Linked DNA regions of Mus musculus: all the other regions are linked to region 2. A link is a contact called in public HiChIP or PLAC-seq and promoter capture Hi-C data. All regions are on one chromosome and are shown on one strand. The core of a region is the stretch at or near the end of the contact, and the rest is flanking DNA. Distances in the headings are between cores, read along the strand shown.

Evidence for each region. Promoter capture Hi-C pulls out the DNA fragments that hold promoters and counts their contacts. HiChIP or PLAC-seq counts read pairs in DNA pulled down with a chosen protein or histone mark.
Region 1: a contact with region 2 is called in a promoter capture Hi-C map of liver, with 2.3 times the contacts expected there. The contact joins the promoter of Rhbdd3 here to the promoter of Pes1 in region 2. A contact is called at or near these places in 7 of 39 promoter capture datasets (the 3T3-L1 cell line, 3T3-L1-derived adipocytes, HPC-7-derived erythroid cells and 4 more), 4 of 115 datasets of contacts at active chromatin or transcription factors (cardiomyocytes, embryonic stem cells, microglia and 1 more) and 2 of 9 other capture datasets (liver and pancreatic islet).
Region 3: a contact with region 2 is called in a promoter capture Hi-C map of liver, with 10 times the contacts expected there. The contact joins the promoter of Dbnl here to the promoter of Pes1 in region 2. A contact is called at or near these places in 2 of 39 promoter capture datasets (liver and pre-B cells).
Region 4: a contact with region 2 is called in an H3K27ac HiChIP or PLAC-seq map of embryonic stem cells, with 3 times the contacts expected there. The contact joins the promoter of Gas2l1 here to the promoter of Pes1 in region 2. A contact is called at or near these places in 2 of 39 promoter capture datasets (embryonic stem cells and liver) and 4 of 115 datasets of contacts at active chromatin or transcription factors (embryonic stem cells and pancreatic cancer cells).

Annotation. Positions count from the first base shown.
Region 1 is chr11:5,097,967-5,100,666 of GRCm38.p6, forward strand. Rhbdd3 (rhomboid domain containing 3) reads left to right here and starts at 1,307. Exons shown (of 9, transcript NM_177370.4): 1 at 1,307-1,600; 2 at 1,782-1,932; 3 at 2,431-2,621. Ewsr1 (Ewing sarcoma breakpoint region 1) reads right to left here and starts at 1,130. Exons shown (of 17, transcript NM_007968.4): 1 at 1,043-1,130. The coding sequence starts at 1,055.
Region 2 is chr11:3,962,669-3,965,368 of GRCm38.p6, forward strand. Pes1 (pescadillo ribosomal biogenesis factor 1) reads left to right here and starts at 1,307. Exons shown (of 15, transcript NM_022889.3): 1 at 1,307-1,392. The coding sequence starts at 1,369.
Region 3 is chr11:5,787,176-5,789,875 of GRCm38.p6, forward strand. It overlaps Dbnl (drebrin-like), which reads left to right and starts at 1,308. Exons shown (of 13, transcript NM_001146309.1): 1 at 1,308-1,467. The coding sequence starts at 1,385.
Region 4 is chr11:5,063,879-5,066,578 of GRCm38.p6, forward strand. Gas2l1 (growth arrest-specific 2 like 1) reads right to left here and starts at 1,449. Exons shown (of 7, transcript NM_144560.3): 1 at 1,337-1,449; 2 at 959-1,216; 3 at 1-600. The coding sequence starts at 580.

The DNA of each region.
Region 1 (2,700 bases), core at 57-2,556, 1.1 Mb after region 2:
TGTATTCTAAACTGCAGGTGAGGGCTAGGCTACACTTATTCTCTCGGTAAGGACCACAACATAACCATCACATTCTAGAGTTCCCGCCCTGGACTTTCAAAATCCGCTATGGGTCTCTTCCCCTGGCCTCAATAGGGCCAAGAAATAAATCAGCCGGCTAGCTTAACGAGCAGGCCTACAGAAACGTGGCGTGCCGAGGCTTTTCTGCCTCTCCTGGATCAAAGCTGCTAGAAATCTCTTTCTGGAAAAGAGTCTCCTCTCCGGATCCAGACGGACCTTGTTATACAACCGATCCCCCGCGCCGGTTGCTGAGAAAAGGACACTGGGAAGCCACTGCTTTTTGGGTAGGGAAGGAGGTGGAGTTAACTCATGATTAAATCGAAGCCTCTTGAGTGGGGAGCACGAAGATTTAGGGGAACCAACTAGGTCCTCCGAGGGGGCAGCTTGGTCGGGCCGGGCCAGGCCTGGGGGATAATGGGGCTCCCCTCTTAAGCCGGCGCCCCTCAGCTTACACATTCGCGACGGCTTTTTGTTTGTTTTTCTGAGTCCCTACACAGTAAACACTTGCCCTGGGGCTAGCGATGGGAGGAGACGTTCCACGGGAAACCGGCCACGGCTTCTCGAGCCGCCATCAGACACCTCGCTTCACGCGCCTTCGGGGTGATGGGCTCCAGGCCCAGCCGCGGTCCCCTTCGGGCCCTCGGAGGCCCTAGGCCCGGCCCACGTGGCGAGAGACCCGGAGCACCCGGCCCCGACAACCACCACACAAAGGAGGCCTGGACGGGCTCTGCACGCCTCAGCTACCGCGAGGCCCTCGCGCGCAACGCGGCCGCCAAAAGGTTCCAGAACCAGCCCGCCTAGTGGGGGAGGGGAAGGGAACGCGGATCCCCCACCCCCACCCCCGAGCTCGTCGGGCCGCGGCGGGAACTCCAACCCCTTTCGGCGACTTCACTCAGTCATCCCTGCCACCCCCAGAGACGAGCGCCTCCCAGTCTGGGTGTCCCAGCTGTCGCCGGCGGGACCGCGATCCCACTCCGCTTACCCGTGGACGCCATTTTCTCGCCTTCCTCCTCGTTCTCTCAACGTCCGTCTCCTTCTCGCGTTCCCCCTAGGCGCCGCACTGCGCAGGCGCGAAACCCGCAACCTCGGACGCTACCATCGGGCCAGGCCTCGGGGGTGGCCGAAGAGGAGCGAACCGGAGCTCTTCGGCTCTTCGCTCCCGAAACCGTTGACCCGATCCTCTCCCAAAGAGCCGGACGTGACGAGTGGTCTAAAAAAAAAAGGCGCCTCGGGGGCCAGCGCGCCAGTGAGCGAGGGTTACCCACGAACCCGAGAGCTCCTTGGCGCGAGGCGCGGTGGCTCGGAATGGTTACGCCCGCTGGCTCTAGGGACCGTCTCTGAAGAGTCTGCCCTGGAGGGAGACGGAGGCTGGCGGGAGGGCTGGGGGAAGGGATCCCGGCCGGCCTGAAACAACTGCTGACTAATCGGCGGGCGGGATCACGCGCCTCTGTGTGCGTGCAGCGGGTTTCGGGCACCGAGGGCTCGGCCTGGAACCGGCGGCCGGACTTACCGGGCGGGCCCCCCTGCTCGGTTTTCTAGGGTGGGTGGGGGTGGGAGGACATGCTCCCCAGGCCCCTGGACGCGTGGCCTGAGCGGGCGGGGGAGGGGACCGAGGGCCGTCGGCTTGGGAGGGAGGCCGGGAATGCCGCGCCCGACCCCAGTAACGGTCGGGGTTGAGAAGCCCTGTGATCGTCCTTCAACCCATCCCCTTGTTTCAACAGAAAACCCAGAACCCACGAAATTGAGTTCTTTCCTTAAAGTTACAAAGCTGAATGCGACCCAGACCCCGGGCCTCCCCTCTCTGTACACCGCCCGGAAGCTTCGCCACACTGTCCTTGCCTTCCCACTCTGTCCTCCTGGCTTCCCTGCAAGGTAGGCAGGGTGTGATATGCATAGCTCTGAGGTCTCTGACAAGGGCTCCAGAAAGACACTGAGGCGGATTGTTGGCGATTGGTGGGGTTTTTGGTTTTGCTTTTCTGAGAGTTACTGACACAGTGGACAGACACAGACAAACATTAGCATGGCGGGCGAGGACTCGGAAGAAACCAGGGTCCATGTGGGAGAAGTAGGCGTGTCGCACCCTTCTGAGGATGGGCGTGGCTTCAATGCCGGAGCTTCTGGCCCGGGGCAGGCAGGGAAGGGAGCTGGGAGCCCGATGTGTAGCCCCCCAGTTCCCCATTTTATGTAAAATCACCTTCAGGTGAGAGATCCAGGCGTCCGAGTCTGTTAGTTCGCCACTCATAGTGTCTCACTAGAGGCCGGTCGGAATCTGAAGGGGAGAAAGGCGTGTATTGTGTTCTAGGAGGAGCAGCTGGATTCATTATTGGATTCTTACAAGTTACGTTTTATTAATTGAAGATATGGTTGCAGGAGTGTTACGGCTTGCCTATGATGTATGAGGCCCTAGTTTCCATTCCTATCGCCAAGAAAGAGAAGAGACTGGTCCAGAGGACTCGAGGCCCAGTTCCCTATGTCCATGGACCTGTCCCCTAGTGCCCAGGGATGGAATGGTTGTAAGAAGGTGCAAGAGGAAGCTTCATTTTAGGTGACCCTGCCTCCAGGTAAGGGTGAAATCTGCCTGCTTTTCTGAACTTCAACCCAGTACCAAAAATAAAGGGTGGAGTTCACCCCAGCAGGACC
Region 2 (2,700 bases), core at 57-2,556:
ACTGATAAAGAGAATGTTCATTCTTATTAAACTCATCTTTCAAAGTTACATTTCAGCTATACATGACTTTAAGCAGAAAACCAAGAATTTTTTTAACATTTTGAAGTAAAAGTAATAAAATTTAAAGGAAATTGATAAAAAAGTCATAAATTTTAACTTTTTTATAAACATGAAATTACCACCTTTAAGACTGACTTAAACCTATCATCAGATCTCATAAGTTTAAAAATTATCTTTATAGATGGAATGATATGTTTTAAATGTGCGCACAACTTTTATGTGTGTGTTGCAGATCTGAACTCCATATCCTTATGCTTGCATGTCAGGAATTCTGTCCACTGGGCCATCTCCTCAGTCCTGTTTTGTTTTCTTGGTTTTGTTGTTTTGAAACACTATCTCTAGCACAGGCTGGCCTGAAACTTGTGCTCTCCCAGCCTCAGACTCCTGTGTGCTGGGATTACAGGCACCACCATCATGCTATGCCTTCCATTATTTTTCTTTCTTTTCATTTTTGTTTTGTTTCGACAGTGCGTCACTCAATACCCTCGCTGTCCTGGAACTTAGCCTCGGACTCACAGAGATCCGTCCCTTCTGCCTCAACTCATTCCCCAAATATAAGCAGTTCCTTAGACCCTCTCCGTGTCCGTGGGAGGTCAAAGGTCGGCCTTTGCTCTATTTTATTCTAACTTGAACAAACTAGGTGCAGCTGAATCTAAGGTCAACAAGGCAAAATCTGGTCAGCTGGGTTTACAACGCCTAGCAACCGTTGCCATGACAATTGAACTCCCTTAAACTCACTGGCCTAGCATTACAAAAACTAGTAGCTTTAGGTTTAGTGAGCATTTCTGTTTTTGTTTGTTTGTTTGGTTGGTTTGGTTTTTAAAGAAAACATCAGCCAGGCGTGGTGACACACATCTTTAATCCCAGTACTCTGGAGGCAGAGGCAGGCGGATCTCTGGATTAGAGGCCAAACTACAGAGCTCTCTGAATCCCAGAAGGCTCCGGGCTGTCTGTCTCCCATCCCTTCAGTCCTGCTGTATCCCAAAATGCACTGGGGCTCGCGTGCTCAAACAACCGTGTCTAGGGTGCTTATAAAACTGCCTAAATTTCCATGTTGCTTTAAAGCTTGTCTATAGATTTTGGTAACTAAGAAAAGAACTGAAAGAACTACCACAATTGTTGAGCTTTAGAGAATTTGGTTGTAAATAACGAGGTCGCCAAAAGCACAACTTTCTCTGGATTTGTACAGGCATATTTTCAGACAGCCCTCAGCTGGCGGCGTGGGGTCCTTCAGGGCCCTAGGCAGGGCACGTGCGGGAGGAAGTAGCTCTGGTGTTCTGGCTGCCTTGAATTTCTCAACGTGGAGCTATGGGAGGTCTGGAGAAGAAGAAGGTGAGTGAGTTCCAGCGGAGGTCGGAGCTCCGGCTTTATCACTTTCCCTGGCCTCTGGGGACCGAGAAGTCTTGAGACGGCCGCCGGAGCGAACCTTCTGCACGTAGGCCCCTGGAAGCCGGGAAGAACTGTGACGGGCTTTCTGTGGAAGGAGTTGTGGAGACAGGCGGAGCCGCCAAAAGAGTGATCAGTGACCAACGGGACGTAGAATTCATTATCAAGACTTGGGACTTTCTTAATTGAGCCAGGCCCGGTCCTAGGTACTGGGAATTGAGAAGTAAGCAGTCAGATGCGGCCCCGCTTTCCCAGTGTCAACTTCAGATAAAGTGGCTAAGGGTTTTTAAGTGCGCTCCTGAGAAAGGGAGGGAGGGAGGAGCAGTAGAGTGGAGAGTATCAACAGGCGCTTAATCCGATTAGTGTTGTCTTGTAGGTCCTCTTCTGACGTAGCATTTTAGTGGAAATCAGTACTTAAAGAACACTTTAGTCTGGGGCATGAAAATGTTGGGAAGTGTGGATGGTCCCCAACCTTCCCCTAAGAGAATTCTCGGCACTCAGAGAAAGGAGAGACTAATATCAGCGTGCAGCTGTAGCTTCCAGCCGTCTCTTAGCCGTCTCTGTGTTTGATGGTTTATATGGGGTTAGGCGTTGTCACAATCTTATATTTTAGGATGACCCTTTTGTTCCTTTACAGGCTCTGGTTATGATAGTTTTATCTTTAGCAGATGGAACTTGCTATCCGTGTGATATTGGTGGTGCTCAATTCTCAAGGGAGAAAATGACCTTTTTTTTTTTTTTCTTTAGAAAAGGGGAAAGGGTGAGCAGGTTAAAAGCAGAAGTCAGTGCAGTTTTAGCTCTGTTGTCTCAGATTAGAGACAGTTTCTTCTTCCTATGCAACCTTGTTTCCCAAGTTTAAGCTTCTTAATCATAATTAATGTGAAAGCTTGCTGTTTTTCTTTTTTCATTCAGAAGTGCTTAGCAGAGAAAACAGAAGTGAATTCCACGGCCAGTAGGAAAGAGAGGCAGGTGGTGTGCAGGGTTTTGGACAGACAGTAGCATGGCTGTGAGATGTAAATAAGTGAGGTGCTGTCTAGGTGAGGCTGGGGCCGTATCATGTGAGGCTGGAACTTATTCTGAGTGGAGAAGACAAAGAAAGTAAGTGACTTGATCTGAGTTATTCTTGCTTCTGTAAGGAGACTGTGGGTATGAAGTAACTTTGGGATAGGAATGAAGAAGATGAGATGGGCTCAAGTCTTTCCTTTGACTTGCAAGTTTCTGGTAACAATCTGCTTTGTTGTTTTTAATTACTTT
Region 3 (2,700 bases), core at 58-2,557, 1.8 Mb after region 2:
GGCTGTCCCTGGAACTCACCCTGTAGACCAGGCTGGCCTTAAACTCAGAAATCCAACTGCTTCTGCCTCCCAAATGCTGGGACTAAAGGCGTGCGCCACCACTGCCCAGCCAGAAGTTTCTTTTTTAATACTTTTTTGAGAGAGGGACTCACTTATAGCCAGTAATCCACTATGTAGACCAGGCTGGACTCAAACTCAGAGATCTATCTGCCTTTGCTTCCCAGGTTCAGGGATTGAAGTCATGTGCCACCACACCCATCTTATTTTTATATTGTGTGATTGTTTAAGTGCACCATGGCCATACCTAGTCCCAGCAGAGACTAGATGAGGGCTAGGGCTGGAGTTACAGAGGGTTGTGAGCTGCCACATAGGTGCTAGGAATCAATCCTGGATCCCCTGGAAGAGCAGTCAGTGCTCTTAACCACCAAGCCATCTCTCCAGCCCCTCCACCCCTTTTTTTGTCTTTGAGATAGGCTGGAACTCAACTATGTAGACCAGGCTTGCCTCTGCCTCCCCAGTGCTGAGATTAAATACACGAACAACACTTCCAGCCCCATTCTTGCAACATTTTAAATGTAACTTCGACCCCCACTGTTCTAGTTTCATTTCTGTTGCTGTGATAAAATGCCCTAGCTAAAAGCAGTTTAGAGAAGTAAGGGTTCGTTTTAGTTTACGACAACAGAGTATGGTCTCTCATAGGGACGTTCAGGCAACTGTCTGGAAATAGAAGTGAAGCACAAAGCAGGTTCTCTTCATTACCCCACTATCACATCAAATATTTCATTTTACTTTATTTAGAAGATCTAGGCAATGCCCAGGCCGGGCTAGAACTCAAGCTTCTGCCTCTGCCAGTTGCGCGCTAGGATCACAGGCTTGTACCTCTACGCCTAACACAGCAGATTCATGTTTTTTTCCTTTTCTTCTTTGGTTTTTCCAAACAGGGCTTCTCTGCCTAGCCCTCGCCATCCTGGAACTTGCGCTGTACACCGGGCTAGGCTGGGGTTGAAGGCGTAGCCATCATGTCCGACTATCAGATGAAATTTCCGAGGCGCCTGCGCGCATACAGCTTGCTCTTAAACAAAATACATTAACTAATGAGAGACGAACCAGCGTGAAGCTCTAAATCGAGCCCACGCCCTGCAGATGCGGACGAACGAGGACCTACGGGCAGGCCCGCCTCTCGTGGATCTTCATTCACCAGCACCCCGCCTCAACTTTACCCTCAGCCTAGCTCGCCTTCTCTCCACTTCCGCTTCCGGCCTCTTGGGCGCGGCTTCTGCACGTCAGAGGCGAGGCTTCCGGCCTCCGGGGCGGGGCTTCCGGCCGTCACTGGAGGCCGGCAGAAAGCTGAAGCTGCTGCATCGCGGGGACCGTGGGGCGTGCCATGGCGGTGAACCTGAGCCGGAACGGGCCGGCGCTGCAGGAGGCCTACGTGCGCGTAGTCACCGAGAAATCCCCGACCGACTGGTAGGCAGCAAGGCGGGGCCGGAGAGGCGCCAGAGCGGGAAGGTGGAGGTCGCGGCGTAGCCGTAGTATTGCAGGATCACCTGTCCACCTTCCTGAAGCCTAGCGAGATGCTACCCCACCCTCGCCACCGCCGTCCCCCCGGCGAGTACCCCCGGGCCTCTCCCCTGCCACCTAGTGGTCGGTCGGCTCTGCCCTGAAGATCTCTGCCTGGTTGTGCTTTCTGCTTTCCGCCAGGCTCTGCGTTTCTGGGACCTCACTGGACAAAGGGGTCCCGCGCAGTTCCCCAACTCCCTGGAAGGCGGAAACCACGTCTTCTAAACCCTGAGTTCAGGAAGAGACCTTGAAAGCGGCGTGAGCAGTGGGTTGAGGTCATGAGCTCACACAGGGCTCAGTCAAGGATGTCACAGGTCTGGGTCCCTGATTCTGGGACTGAAAATGGGATCCTGTCACCTGTTTGAGAAAAGGCTCCATCCTTCCTTCACCACCCCAGGAGCCATTACAGTACTGTGAACTAGATCTGAAGTTTCTGGAGTGGCCCTGCTGAGCCCTCTTAGGTTTCTGCTACATGCATACCAGTCTATAGTAATTCTCTTTCACTTTCCGTTTACTTAACATGCTTCCGTTAGCCAGTTTTTAGTGCTTCAGTTTCTCAGACATCTGATGAGTATGGCAGGTGGACAAATTCTGGGGAACACAAACTGGACTTTGGAGTTCTGGTGGGGCCACCACTACCCTGTGGTCAGCACTGAGGGGCGCTATACTGAGTTTGCCTGTGTTGAGTCTTCCCTGGAGACTTCCCCTATTGCAGAACTCTGGCCAATCATCTCTTCTGTTCTACTGTGTTGTCTCTCCTCTTTATCTTTTGGCCCTCTAGTCGTCTCAGAACCATCACTGTTTGGGGAATACCTCACAACCTAGCTAGCAGTGCCCTTCACCCATGCTTATAACTCTTCACTGACCTTGCTTGCTTTGCTTGCTTGCTTGCTTTTGAGACTGTGTAGCTCTGGCTGGCCTGGAACTCACTGTGTAGACCAGGTTGGCCACGATCTCACCTGTGTCTGTCTCCCGAGCACACATTGAGCCTCCTACTAGAATCATCTGCTCCACCTTGGTCTGACATTGTCCTGCCTCATCCACCCATTGTTCCTTCTGAGGGTGCAGATCTTGCTCTTTCCCCATACACTGTTCATCTGCCCCAGCAGCCATGCTACTGCCCAGCTTCCTACAGTACTG
Region 4 (2,700 bases), core at 199-2,698, 1.1 Mb after region 2:
GAACCCCTGGTACAGTGGCAATTTCAGTGACATCCTCTTCAGCAGCAGGGACGCTGGAAACCTGAGGGGTAGCTCGAAGCTCCCGCTCGATCTCCTGCTCGAACTGTACCAGCCTCGGGGCAAGCAGGCCAAGGCGCGCCCCACGCCGGGCGACCTCCAGCAGGCAGAGCACCACACTCTTCTCGTTCTTGCGTAGCACCAGGTCCTCTGTCTCAAACATGAGCACTTCAGGCACGCCCAGCTCAGCCCGGCACCAGCCGATGAAAGAGGCCACGTTGTCTCGGGCCATGAAGGAGCCAGGCGCCACACTGTGTGCCTGGAAGGCCACACCTCGGGTTGGACGGGCAGCAGCCAGAGCCCGGGCAGCCTCGGTGACAGCGTTGGCATGTTGGCACAGGGTTGTGCCTGTGGCCAGCCCCGTGAGGAAGCCATCGCCACTGCCGGGGAGACCTAGACTGTACAAAGCATTGAGCCAATCGGCCAGGTCTTCCTTCATGGCTTCCACATAGGCCTCACTGGATCGGAAGGGTCGCACACTCTTGGCGGCAGAGCCTGCGATGCCCGCCACTGGGTTCGCCATGCCCAGAGCCAGTGGAGTCACTGTGGGGACATAGGTCAGGATTGCTGTGAAGACTCGAAAGGGTTCAGAATGGTCCACCTCTACCAGCCCGCCACTCAGGGGAGACGCTAAGTTTAAGAGCAAGCTGTGAACAAGCAAACGTAGCACCACATTGTTCTCACGGTGCCATGACCTGCTTTAAGGGACTCAGTAACATTTACACCATTGTAGTGTTTATGTTTGCTGTCTGGCTGGTCGGGAGAGGGTGGCTGGGGACAAGTTGGCACCCACGAGGAAGAAATGCCATTTAAAAACATGAAGACATGTGGGTAGGGAGGGACAGGAGAGGAGCCTCGCCCAGAACCACGGAGAGACTGTTTCCATTGCTCAGCCCATAACCTGCACGAAGTCCCGCCTTTCCCTTCTCCTCTCCGCTAAGGGCCGCGCCACAGGCTGAGCGGCGACCGCGTCTCCATTCTACAGATGAGGAAACTGAGGCGCAGTAAGGGCAGGCATTCGCCGAAGGTCGCAGAGCAGTGGGTGGAGGAATCGGGTCACCCAGGCAGGCCGGATTCCTGCTGCGAAAAGCCGCCCGAGCTGGTGCCTGAAAGGCCGGGACTCCGAACGGCCCCCGCGAGCCTCCGCAGTGCTCGAGGCCTGGTCCAGAGAGGGTGAGTGCCCAGTCAGGGTCACACAGCCCTGGGAAGCAGAGAGCCCGCACCGCCCGGCCCACCTCCAGGCACTCTGGCTAGGGCTCCTGGGGGTCCCCGCGCTCACCTGGCTCACCCCGCCGCCCCGGGGAGCATCGCCCCGGCGGGGCCGGAGCCGGGCCGCGCCGCCGCACACAGGCGTCGCCCGAGATCGCTGCTTCCAGGCGTCCGCTCTGCCCCGCCCCCCTGGAATTTGGATCCGGCCAGGAAGGGGCGGAGCTGCGCTCTTAAAGGGGCCGTGCCTTTCTCGGGCCTTAGGCCCTAAGGCATCACCCCCACCTCACCCCCCCTTTAACTCCGGGTCTGGGTCTTCCTAGGCGGGGTTCAGATCCTTTCAGCTGTCCTTCCCCCGTGACAGTGGCCTCCCCGGAAGCGATAGGGGCCGGGGACTGCAGAGTCACCTCCGTCCCGGGTGGACCTCTGCAAGTCAGATAACTGGGTGCTCTTCCTGCAGGACGGCCCAGGGATAGCTTAAGGTACAAGGACGATGAGGCTCAGGGATCGGAAGGTGGCTGCGGGTTAGGTTAAAAGAGGGGGTGTGGCAGGGGCAACTACACGCCTTAGGAGGAACCTGGAAGATCTAGGGAATCCTGCCCCCTACTGTCGCCCGAGAGAGGAGTGAGATGCTGGAGAGAGACTGGAAATCTTGTGGGGGTGTGTGGACTTAATTTTAACTCAGATCAAGGAAGGAGGCGACGGAGGAAGCTGAGAGTCATCTAGAGGGAAAGTTTTTCACACTGAGGAAGCCTATCTCAAAAAAAGGAAAGGAAGGAAGAAGGAAAGAAAAATGGGTAGGTTTGCAAGGCTGAAGTGGTGAAACATTAGGGCCTTGTGGACCATGCTTTTCAAAGGTCATGGAAGAGAGGTTTATTTGTTTGTTTTTTTTTAAAGATTTATTTATTATATGTAAGTTCACTGTAGCTGTCCTCAGATACTCCAGAAGAGGGCATCAGATTTTGTTACGGATGGTTGTGAGCCACCATGTGGTTGCTGGGATTTGAACTCCGGATCTTCGGAAGAGCAGTTGGTGCTCTTAACCACTGAGCCATCTCCCCAGCCCCCGGTTTATTTGTTAATTATTATTAAATTATTATTGTTGGAGTTTGTTGTGGTTTTGAGGCAGGATCTCACTATGTAGACCAGGCTGGCCTGGAACTCCCTATATAGACCAGGCTGGCCTCAAAAGTCATAGAGATCTGCCTGTCTCTGCCGCCTGAGTGCTGGGATTAAAGGAATGTTCCACCATGTCATTACTTTTACAGAGTTCTGCTATGTAGCCTGAGCTGGCTTTGAACTCATGGTGTGCTCTCTCTGTTGGGATCCCAGGCCTCTCTCTAAGGAGGAATTTAGGAGAGGCTGACGTAGCAGCCATAAGGGCTCCTGTAACTGCTGTTGTTGCAGCGTCAGGGTCAGGGTCAGGGAAGCCTCTGA